Linked DNA regions of Mus musculus: all the other regions are linked to region 1. Evidence: chromatin contacts called from public Hi-C and HiChIP or PLAC-seq data. All regions are on one chromosome and are shown on one strand. Each heading gives the region's core, a stretch centred on a gene start, on an enhancer-like site or on the middle of the called end of the contact. The rest is flanking DNA. Distances are from core to core; before and after follow the strand shown. Region 1 overlaps Dram1 (DNA-damage regulated autophagy modulator 1). Region 2 has its middle 8.6 kb from the start of n-TKctt21. Region 3 holds the start of Igf1 (insulin-like growth factor 1).

Evidence for each region. Hi-C and Micro-C count contacts between places; a contact is called where the count stands out from the background. HiChIP or PLAC-seq counts read pairs in DNA pulled down with a chosen protein or histone mark.
Region 2: an H3K27ac HiChIP or PLAC-seq map of VIP interneurons shows a contact between it and region 1, with 5 times the contacts expected there. The contact joins two enhancer-like sites. A contact is called at or near these places in 2 of 484 Hi-C or Micro-C datasets (pre-pro-B cells and uterus), 2 of 115 datasets of contacts at active chromatin or transcription factors (VIP interneurons and acute myeloid leukemia) and 1 of 9 other capture datasets (embryonic stem cells).
Region 3: a Hi-C map of myocytes shows a contact between it and region 1, with 5 times the contacts expected there. The contact joins the promoter of Igf1 here to the enhancer-like site in region 1. A contact is called at or near these places in 20 of 39 promoter capture datasets (the 3T3-L1 cell line, the C10 cell line, the HPC-7 cell line and 13 more), 2 of 15 datasets of contacts at CTCF or cohesin (the NIH/3T3 cell line and embryonic stem cells), 104 of 484 Hi-C or Micro-C datasets (B cells, the BV-2 cell line, the C3H10T1/2 cell line and 59 more), 16 of 115 datasets of contacts at active chromatin or transcription factors (CD4 single positive thymocytes, VIP interneurons, acute myeloid leukemia and 12 more) and 5 of 9 other capture datasets (adipose tissue, embryonic stem cells, liver and 2 more).

What each region holds. Positions count from the first base shown.
Region 1 is chr10:88,319,366-88,322,828 of GRCm38.p6, forward strand. It overlaps Dram1 (DNA-damage regulated autophagy modulator 1), which reads right to left. Exons shown (of 7, transcript NM_027878.2): 7 at 3,439-3,463. It also overlaps a transcript of Washc3 not described here. Among named protein-coding and RNA genes, the nearest start is that of Gm51779, 16 kb to the right of the region's middle. Within about 2 kb of position 1,901, at least 55 of the 459 cell types and tissues checked have an H3K27ac peak or open chromatin away from gene starts, as enhancers often do. A contact at or near this core is called in the N1E-115 cell line, VIP interneurons, acute myeloid leukemia and 11 more, where this site is marked.
Region 2 is chr10:87,819,668-87,823,130 of GRCm38.p6, forward strand. No RefSeq gene overlaps it. Among named protein-coding and RNA genes, the nearest start is that of n-TKctt21, 8.6 kb to the right of the region's middle. Within about 2 kb of position 1,589, at least 3 of the 459 cell types and tissues checked have an H3K27ac peak or open chromatin away from gene starts, as enhancers often do. A contact at or near this core is called in VIP interneurons and uterus, where this site is marked.
Region 3 is chr10:87,857,262-87,860,724 of GRCm38.p6, forward strand. It overlaps Igf1 (insulin-like growth factor 1), which reads left to right and starts at 1,791. Exons shown (of 4, transcript NM_001111275.2): 1 at 1,791-2,151. The coding sequence starts at 2,089. The region is part of intron 1 of Igf1os (a long non-coding RNA gene); the gene reads right to left.

The DNA of each region.
Region 1 (3,463 bases), core at 651-3,150:
TTGTGTTGAGGGCCCATTCCATGGGTTCAGACCTCAGACATCATTATAAGGGCAAAGCCAGCTGTGCACAGTGCTGCTGCTGCTGTTGCTGCTGCTTCTTCTTCTTCTTTTCTTCTTCTTCTTCTTTCTTCTTCTTCTTCTTCTTCTTCTTCTTCTTCTTCTTCTTCTTCTTCTTCCTCCTCCTCTTCCTCTTCCTCCTCCTCCTCCTCCTTCTCTCTCTCTCTCTCTCTGCTTCTTTACTGCAGATGCTGTGTGACTAGCTGCCACAGGCTCCAACCACCATAAATTCACTGCCACAACCTCCCCTCAAACTTTGAGCCGAAAGCAACCCTTCCTTTTTATGAAGTTGCTTCTGGCAATATTCTGCCCCCACAATATGTAAAGTAACTAATGCTGAGGGTGGGGGGAAACTTTAACCACAAGATTTTCTGTTTGGAGAATCCAATCTCCCACACTATTTGCTTACATTAGCCATCTGAAGTACCTAAGGCATAATTACTTATCTATATGTTAGAAGTACTGCTATGCTATTCTGATTTGTTTTAACAGGGTCTCATTACATACCCAGCCTAGAACTCACTATCACGAGCAGGCTAACCACAAACTCATGGTCCCCCTAACTCAGCCTCCCAAGGACTAGGATTACTGTAACCGTCATTCCTGTTTTGTTTTGTTTTGTTTTTTAATTAAGTTCCAGCCTTCCCCCCTCCCCTTGCCTTTTTCCTAATATTTACAAGTGCTTGATCATATTCACCCTCTCCCCACCCCCTCATGATCCACCCCTCCCCCACTCATCCAATTATTATTATTATTATTTTTTACCCATCAAGCCCAACTTACGCAGCATATATTCTTGGGTGTGTGGCCTTCCAGTGAGGTTGCTTGACTCACCAGGGGAGCCACTCTTAAAGAAAAATGACTCTCCTTCTCCCTGCAGAGATCAATTGCCAATAGCTCCCCAGCTATGGGTGGGATTTCACATCTGCTTCCCCTCCTTTCCTTCTCTGGGCTGAGACTTAATTCTGAAGTCTTACCTTTAGGGAAAGGGGTAAAGTGAATAGATGGAGACATTGCAGAGTAAGTTGGCTTCCCAGGGCATACATAGATGCTATTGCGAGGCTTACACTGGTAATAGATTATTGATTCAAAACATTTAAGAGCAAATAGTTCAAAGAACTAGGAGCATACACGACCAAATCCCACCTACCTTAGAATTTTTTTTCTGACCATATAGTGAGCAGCAGAAGGTCACAGAACTGTCATTGGCAAGACCCCAGCTTACAGCTACAATGTCAGAACTGTATCTTGAACTGGGTATAATGGCTCACATCTGTAACCTCAGCGTTTGGAAAAAAACAGGATTGCTGCAAGTTCAAGGCTAAAAAGTTAGGTTCAGGCCAGCCTGGGTTCCAGAATTAGATCCTATTTCCTTAATGGATCTTTCCTATCAGAGAGCAGCAATCCACTTCTAATGAAAAAGTACAGAGGTGGAACCCGCTCGGGGTTGGAGGAGCATACCAAATTGCTTGCTGAGAGGGAGTGCCTATGTCACAGGCTTCCCAAGGCACCTCTGGGCAAGCACCCTGGCCTCAGCCTCATAGAGTGCCAGTATCTGCTTCCAGCCTTTGCAAGCATCGACCTTGGAGGTCGCTGCCATCTCCAATACAAGCTTGGGGTTCTGTTGCCCTTCGTTTTAGAATATGAATCTGCTGGGGGTGACCAAGGGGAGCCAGCAGCTTCCCCTCCGGGGCCCCAGTGCGGTTGCTCTCTTGTGCAATCGACATGAGGCAGATGCATGACATTCTGGACTTGAGAATGTGGGGTATTCAGAGCCAGACCAAGCGTATGTGTGTGGGTAGACAGCTGGCTTTACCAGCTTGCCAGAATCAGGGAGAGGGAGAGGATCGGAGACCACTTATCTCCCTCCCACCCCACCCCCCTCATTCCAAGCTTAAACACCAGACCAGTATGTCTCCAAGCAAGACAGAAAAGAAGGGGGGAGGGGGGAGAACACGGGACAACGCCACATGTAAGGGATGTTAGGAAACCCAAACACAGTTCGGCACTGATGTACTTAATTTGGTTTATAAAATGCAATTTGCAATTTCTGTGGAATCCTCTGTTAGTGTTAAAAGGGAAAACAAAGGGGGTCAGTTGAATAGGATCAGGAAAACAGAGTCGGGACTGGAAGCTGTCGCCATCATCTGACTGGAGTCTGTCACCATCAGGCTGGAGACTGCTCGCAGGTCTCTGGACAACTCTGTTAGTTTCCTCATCTGAAAAATGTGATCACTGCCTAGTCAACTTTACAGAGGTTGGATAGAAACGTAGGAGCCTCAGCTTACATGTTAACAAAAGGCATATGTGTTACTGAAATGACTTATTTTTGATCTGAAAGATTACTAGTGAGTATAGCTTGGTTTGCTCTCAAAACAACTTGGGCCTTTGTTTACCTGTCCACGGCCTGCTTGCTACAACCTTTCTCCAGAGGAGACCTTTACCCAGCATCAACCCACAGATTTTGGACGATGCTGACTGAGCCTTTTTTTAGACATGTAACCAATCAGAGCAGACCCGACAGCCACATGACCTGAGCCAACCAATCAGGGAGCGAAGTTTCAAGTCTGACCATTTTGGTGGAACTACTGTTTATTAGAGGTTGTTATTCTCTCTCCTCTCTGGAACAGGCTGCGGACTTAAGAGTTCTAGAAGCTTCCTCACTCCTCCAGAGGAAAGGCTGCCTAAAAACAGTAATCAGGAAGAAAACAGGGCAGCAGATGAAGTCCCGGTAGCACCCTTTGGTCCTGCAGTCCCTAACATCAGTTCTGCACCTGAGATCTGATGCTCTGGTCGTTGGGCAGAAGTGGATTTCTGAAGCCTGTACCCCCAGGAGTCTTGACTGATACAAAATTCTGAAACAGTCTGAGAATCCACAAAGATGAGCCGATCCTGTCCACATACAACACTGCGTGAACTAAGAAAAGACAAGGATTAAGCCACATCTTTATTTGTGTGTGTCTATCTCTGTGTATCTGGGGTGTACACATATGTGTGCATGCAAAGGCCAGAGGGTATCAGGTGTCAGCTTCTTATCACACTGTCTTATTTCCTAGGAACAGGACCTCTCCCTGAACCCGATGCTCTCTTGTTTCTCTGCGAGGCTGCCTGACTAGCTGGCCACGGGGATCCTCCCGACTCCCGGTCCCCTCTCAGCACTGGGGTGGCAGGGTCCATTGACACATTCGGCTTTTATATGAGTGCTAGAGAGTCAAACTCAAGCCTTTACGCTTGAGCAGTGAGCGATCCCAACCACTGAGTCATCTCCCCAGGTCAAGCCCTACCCTTACAACCAACATCGAGCAATCCAGAACCAGCCCAGATAACTATACTTCACAACAGCCCCCAGGTGACGGCTTATAATGCAACCGAGACAAATTACTAAAATAAAGAAATATTTTATTTT
Region 2 (3,463 bases), core at 339-2,838, 500 kb before region 1:
GGCCTCCGAGATACTGAGTCATAATTGTGTACTGGGTACAAGTCAACTTATTCCCCAGCGGCACATGTATTGGTAACTCTCATCCATCGAGTACCAGTGTGAGAGGCAGTAAGATCTTAGGAGGTAGGGCATATTGGGAGGGTCTTAGGCAAATCTGAAGCATACCTTCAAAATAGATTGTGAGACTCCAAGACCTCATTGCTTTCTCTCTGGTAATCGGATATTTTCCTCACACACATATGCCTGCCAAGATGTGATATGCCTTGCTGTAGCATAGGCAGGAGGGCACTCACAAGATCTAAGCTAGTGTCCAAAAATAAAATTCCAGGCTTAAGCCAATAAATATTGCTTATCATATCCATTACCTTTATCACTATTTCCACAGACTATCTGACAAAAGCAAATTAGGGGATTAAGAGTTTATTTTGTCTGCCCTTGGAGCATTTGGTTTATCATGGGGAAGTCACACAGGGAAGGAAGAACCCGAGGCCGCTGCTCACACTGCATCCACAGCTAGGAAGAGCTAAGAGGAAACCTGGTCTGCCTTCTCTATCTTCAGCAGTATGCCCTTAACCCATTGGATGGTGCTTCCCACATCCAGGGCGGGTCTCCCCACCCAGCTACCACAACTTGGAAGCTCCTTCACCAATGATTTTTGATGGCGTCTTCTAGGTGATCCTAGATCCTTTATTCAGCTAACAACCAGGATTCACTGTCACAGGCTCCTACCTAGCCACTGTGATTGGTCCAGACGTGAGAGTCCTGAATTATCTCAAGAGCACTACAGAACTGCACCTCTCACTCTGGAGTGGAGTCATCTCTGTCTCCTCTCTTCCTTCATCCCTTCCCAGTCACTGGTTGGAAATAAGAAAGAAGAGTACCCTACCTACTACTGGCAAACACTTTCTAAAAATTCAAGCATACAACCCATAAACTAAAGATGATAATACAGACAGGAGAAACCTGAACTTGGTAACACTGTTGAACTTCTGGTTCAACTAAACCTAAAGCCTTCATACTACTGAACTTACTATAATAAACAAACAAACAATGTCAGTGTATTAGTTACTTCATGTTTATGTTACTTGAGATACAGCAAATTGATTCATACACTTTTTCTCAGTCCTTAGTTCAGTGAGCTCATGATTCTAGGCATGGCTCAGACTAGCTCCAGGGTATCTTCCACAGGTACATAATCTAGGAGTTGGTGGACAAGGACAGTGTAGACTACATTTTTAACACACTGAAGAACAATTCTTTTCTGGCTTCCACTTGTGCTGGCCCACATTTTTCTCTTCTTTCCAGACTGATCCCTGATGCATTCAGGGCAGGACAGAGGGCAGATCATTTATTACATGGAGTTGACGACAGGTGTGCTTGTGACCCATTGCCCCTGCCTCCTGCCTCTCCTTCTGGGTCCCCCACCCCCCTCAGCTGCTTCTTCCCACTTCTGATGCACTGGACATTAGGTAGCATCTATCCCCATGGAATCAGTATCCATCAAACCTCCTCTACAGGACTAGAGATGAGAGCCAAGAGACAGCTGTGGCCACCACCTGTTTTGACTGTTTGAGGTTGTTTTTCTAGACTCCCATGGTGCATTTCTCCATGGAGTGGCATTTGAATGATATTAGTGATGCCCACAGTTGATGTGGTACAGAGCTCTGCAGTGCCCTCGCATCACAGAAGCTCGGCACTGATGCAAACACTCATGTAAGCCCTGTTTTCCACATGAGGTAATGGACCAAGGGAGGGGAAATAATTTGCCAAAGTCCACACAGCTGGTGAACGAAGCCCCTATTTCCTGGATCATAGGAAATAAAGGTAGAAAAAAATGGGTCCTGTGATTTATTTTGGTTTAATTAAACCAGTCTTTTCTAAAAGTTTCAATGAAAAACAATAGATATGAAAATGAACCTGACCAAACAGTATGAGAAACAAAAGCTACTTGAGCTGGTCCCGACCCACTTGCTTGTTGCATCCAGCCTTGCATGGATTACCAGTTCTGGAACATTTTTGCAAAAAAAAAAAAAAATCCTCTTCAAATGTGCCAAAAGAAATAAATTAGTTAATTTTTTAAAAGCCCTTTCTCCTTTCAAGCTATCTCCTCCTCCCTCCTTTCTTCTGCAAGGCAACATCTCTTGTCCTCTGCTTGGCTCCTGAGTGTGGCTCCCTTCCTTCACCCCGGGACCTCTTCACCCCTTCTTAGAGAATGGCAGGTGCCCATTGCCAACTTCCACATGGCCCTTGCCACACAATCACCGAGGACAGCGCAGCTGCCTGAATGTTGTAAAGAGAAAAGAGTGGGAGAGAAAACCTGAAGAGCAGAAGTTTCTCGAATAATCATTGCAGTCATTCTTCCAGCCTGCCTGAGGTTTCACTATAAATCTCGAGTTCTGCCTCGGTCTGACATGTCAGGGTGAACTTTTCAGCTGGACAGTTAAATAAATGTCCAAGGTCACTGGCAAGGACGGATGCTCGCAAGGCTCTGTTCTGGAACTTTCCAAGTGAAGACAGCCCCACCCCCACGTGTTAATTTAAGGTTCCGCCCTTTGTTCTGCTTAACTTCGGTGGTTTGAATCTCAGTGAGGTTCTCTCAAAGAAACCCTAAGATAAAACCTTTGAAACAGAGCCTTTCCAGTGCATCAAAGGGTCTCCCAAGCATGGCTCTGTCTGCCAGCACTGCAAGGTCCTGCGTGCTACAAATCCAAGCCCATCTTACATCTCTTCATCAAATACCTCAACAGCATCACCCTGGTACAGTGAGTGTGACAAATTCTTCCTAAAGATGGACTGGACTTGGCCAGGGGATTAGAGAGTCACTGTCAGGCCAAATCCAATGGTTTTCATGACAGACAAGGAAGCAAGGCTGGAGGTTAGGGGGAGCTAAGAATGTAACCAGGAGGCTCTTTGAAGCAGCCCTCAGTCCAATATGATTTTGAACTTGATAACTAAGTTCTCTCCTTTTCAGATAAGGCATAAACACAAATTCTAACAATTGTTTTAGAGCGCTCGCCCTTCCCTTCCTCCAACACCACCCTGATGCTCTCTTCCATGCATTTTGAACATGCACTTTTGTCCCAGACTAGGCATCTGGGACTCTATAGTCGCACCATGTGTGGGCTAATATTGTTTGAGCATGAGCGGGACTATAGAATATCTCTGTAATCTCAAGGAACCCATGCTTGGTTCATTCATGGGGCTACCTGGTAGGCATCAACCAGTTCAAGAGAGAAAAGCTATGATTTGGTCATGGGTCCATCAGTAGAAGCCTGAAGAATAGGATTGTTGGAAATGTTTTCTTCTCTCCTCTTTTCTACTGATATTTATGATTTCACAAGATTTGAGGCATTAATTACTCTACGTTATTTCTTGGCCCTATGCTGTGTCCTGGCAATGTTGTTGGCACTTTGTATTTATTAGCGAAGACCCTTCTGCCTGGGATGTTTGTTGGAGCAATAAA
Region 3 (3,463 bases), core at 541-3,040, 460 kb before region 1:
CTCAATGATAGCCTGTTAGTGGAAGCCTTGGGTTACTGTATGTGCAAGGGATTGCCCACAACTGCAGATATGGCAGGACCACCTGATGATGCCACACTTCTGTGTGTTCTCAGAGTCAGTCCTACCCACAGGAACTTCCCAGCCCCGTGCCCTTCACATAGCATTCTCTCCTTCCCCATCTCCATTTCCAAAAAGCTTTCACTTCCTGCCTCCCTGAGAGACTGCGGCCCCCTCCCACCACTCATAAGTCTTCACGCTTCAGATACTCAACAGACGTCAGGAACGTGTGTCTCTCCCTGCCTGTTGCATGCTCCTTTTTGCTTTACCAGAGGTGTGTCTAATCAAGTACATAGTAGGTGCTGTCATCACATGATTCCTTCATCAAGTGATACCTAGCATCACCCACCACTGGAACAGTCTCACACCAGGTTTCTAATGTTCCTGTCTGAAAGGTAAACACTGCTGTGAAGTATTGACCACACAGAGGGTTGGAAAGAGCCCAAGCCCCTTGCAAAACCAAACTGGTTTCATTTGAGGACAATCACCACATCCCCAAGCAGGTTTCTATCCATGGGGCAGCGTAAAGAGGCAGTGTAGAGTTTCCAACTGGCCTCTGTCTCCACCGATGTGTCAGTACCTTCAAATCCCCCTGAGAGTCCGAGAGAGTAAGAGACTGAGGCAAGTCTGGCTCATTTCCATCTCCCCTGGGAAAGCACACCTGGAGAGATATCCGTGGAAAGCATGCAGCGTCTAATCTGGGCTTTTGTAACCTTCTTTCATAATTCACTTTCTTATCTACTGCCTCTGAAAGACCACTGAGAAATAGGTACAAACCGTATCAACAGAAGATCAGAACTCCATTCCCTGTGGCAAAGGCGAGTTTATACATTATAAATAGCAGAAGCAGCCGGCTTGAACCATGCTGCCAGCCACTTACCCAGTTGAGGGATTTGAATGACATCATAACCCTGGAGAGAGTATTGCTAGCCAGCTGGTATTATTTGGAATACACACTCAGACACAGACACAGACAGACACACACACTTACACACACACACATATGCATGCATGCACACATACACACAACTGTGTCTCACACACACACACACACACTCATTTATAGAGAACAATACAGCCAACGGGAAACAGTGTGTGCCTCCCATACTGCTTCCTTGGGGTCAAGGAGGTGACAGGCATCCAGCTTTGTTGAAAACTAGGATCATTTTATTTTTCAATCCATCCCAGATCTCAGCATAGCCTGATTCTCTGCACAAAGCATGACACAGTGTCCTGACAGGAGCCAGCCCACTGCTGCCTGGCCATCTATAGGTTTTAGGAAATGAGATCATTCCCCTTGCCTGGCAACTAGGACAAGGGTCACTCTATCCCCTCCACCTCCCCTTCCCCTGAGAGCTGCCTTTCGATCTAGTTTACCCTGGTCATTTCAGGGTTAACAGCATTGTGCTTCCTGGAGATAGTCTCTTCTTCCTTTTTTTGTTTTTTTTTTCCTTCAAATTTTGCATTTGCCCTAAAATATAAAGTTGCCCCCGTGTCCCACTTAGATCCTCTAATCCTGGTGAGGTGTATTAGCACACAAGTGTACCTTCAAACCCTGTGGAAAGTTAATCAGAGAACAGAGCCTATTTTTCTATGGCAGCCTCAGTATTTAATGTCTGCTAACCCTGTCAGAGACACACATTCTTTTAGGGGGGGGGGGGGTGAGTCTCTGTGCTCCAGTTTTTAAGAGCGAAGGTATGATGTTATTTGTCACGGTGCCCAAAAAAGTCCTTACTCGATAACTTTGCCAGAAGAGGGAGAGAGAGAGAAGGCGAATGTTCCCCCAGCTGTTTCCTGTCTACAGTGTCTGTGTTTTGTAGATAAATGTGAGGATTTTCTCTAAATCCCTCTTCTGCTTGCTAAATCTCACTGTCACTGCTAAATTCAGAGCAGATAGAGCCTGCGCAATGGAATAAAGTCCTCAAAATTGAAATGTGACATTGCTCTAACATCTCCCATCTCTCTGGATTTCTTTTTCGCCTCATTATCCCTGCCCACCAATTCATTTCCAGACTTTGTACTTCAGAAGCGATGGGGAAAATCAGCAGCCTTCCAACTCAATTATTTAAGATCTGCCTCTGTGACTTCTTGAAGGTAAATATCTCTTACTTTTTTTTTTTTTAACTCGTTGGAGAATTGTATTTAAACTGTGTACTGTTTTCTTCTGCCTAGAGTCTTTATTTGCTTTAGAATTTGCATTGTTTCAGAACTGGGGGTTATTTACAAATTGCTGAATGTGCAGTTCTGTGCGAGCTGTAAAAGGAGCTCCGGGGGATGAATGCATTTGCAGAGGTATCTGTACGGGTAGAAACTATTGCAAGGTACTTCTGCTAAAGCCTCCGCTTCCACAGGGCTTCCACACTGCCGTTTTAAGAGACTCCTTTAAATCTAGCCTATGGCTCGGGGCGAGAAAGATGACTATAAACTCGGGAGTGCTTCTCTCTCACAGGTGCAGGCGTTGGCTTTTTCAGAGCATGTTCTTGTGTCTGTGTCTATGTATGTGTGTGATTTGTCAGGACTTTATTTACGAGGCATGTCACAGATTAAAAGTTACATTTTAGATGATAGGAAGGCTTTTAAAAAATGCTTTTTTCTTTCTTTTTTTTTGGAGCCAAGAATCGGGAATTCTTTGCACTTCTGCCCAGAAAGTCAAAGTTAGGGGAAGTTTAATTTGCTTTTCTGTAAAAGCTCTTAGACAACTTGCTGTCTTTGCATATTCAGAAATTTTAAACAGATACAGGCTGTGCTCAGAAAGCAGGAGCTTACTGGCGGCTGCTTGTCCAACTTTTCTCTTTGGAAGGGGACTTTCGTGACTGAGCTGGGGTTTGAATTTTGGTTTAAGGCTCTGCTCTTAGACTCACCGCGCGGCGCGGCAAGGCAAAGCCTCTTTAGGTGAATCGGCTGCTGCTTGCCCCTGCTGCTGCTGTGCTGCCTCTGTCACTTGCCTCTGGCTCTGTCGCTCGCCCCTGCCGCTGCTGCTGCTGCTGCTGCTGCTGCTGCTGCTGCTGCTGCTGCCGTTTGCCCCTGCCGCTGTCTATGTTCTGCCTTCTCCTTTTGATCACTGGCCCTACTTCAAGTTTCCATTCTCAGCAAAATTATATCCTTCCAGACTTGTGTTTTTTCAATTTGCAAGCACTTCTAAGCCGCTGTCACCGGCTCCTTGGAGGCAGTTGCCGGAGGGCTTAATTCATAAAAGATCCCAGTCAAAGAGTGCAGCGGGTTTTTTTTTGTGCTGCATTCAAATGCTTCATCGCTATGAGTTTTTCTTAGGCAAGTAAGTGGCTTGGGACTTCGGGAGACAACCTTGTCAAGCACCTAATTGTGCCGTCCTCGCGCTGCCAGCAAGCTTCAGCCACCTTACAGGAGTGAAGTCAGCGTTCATATACGCTGTGTGGTCTGGCAGCTG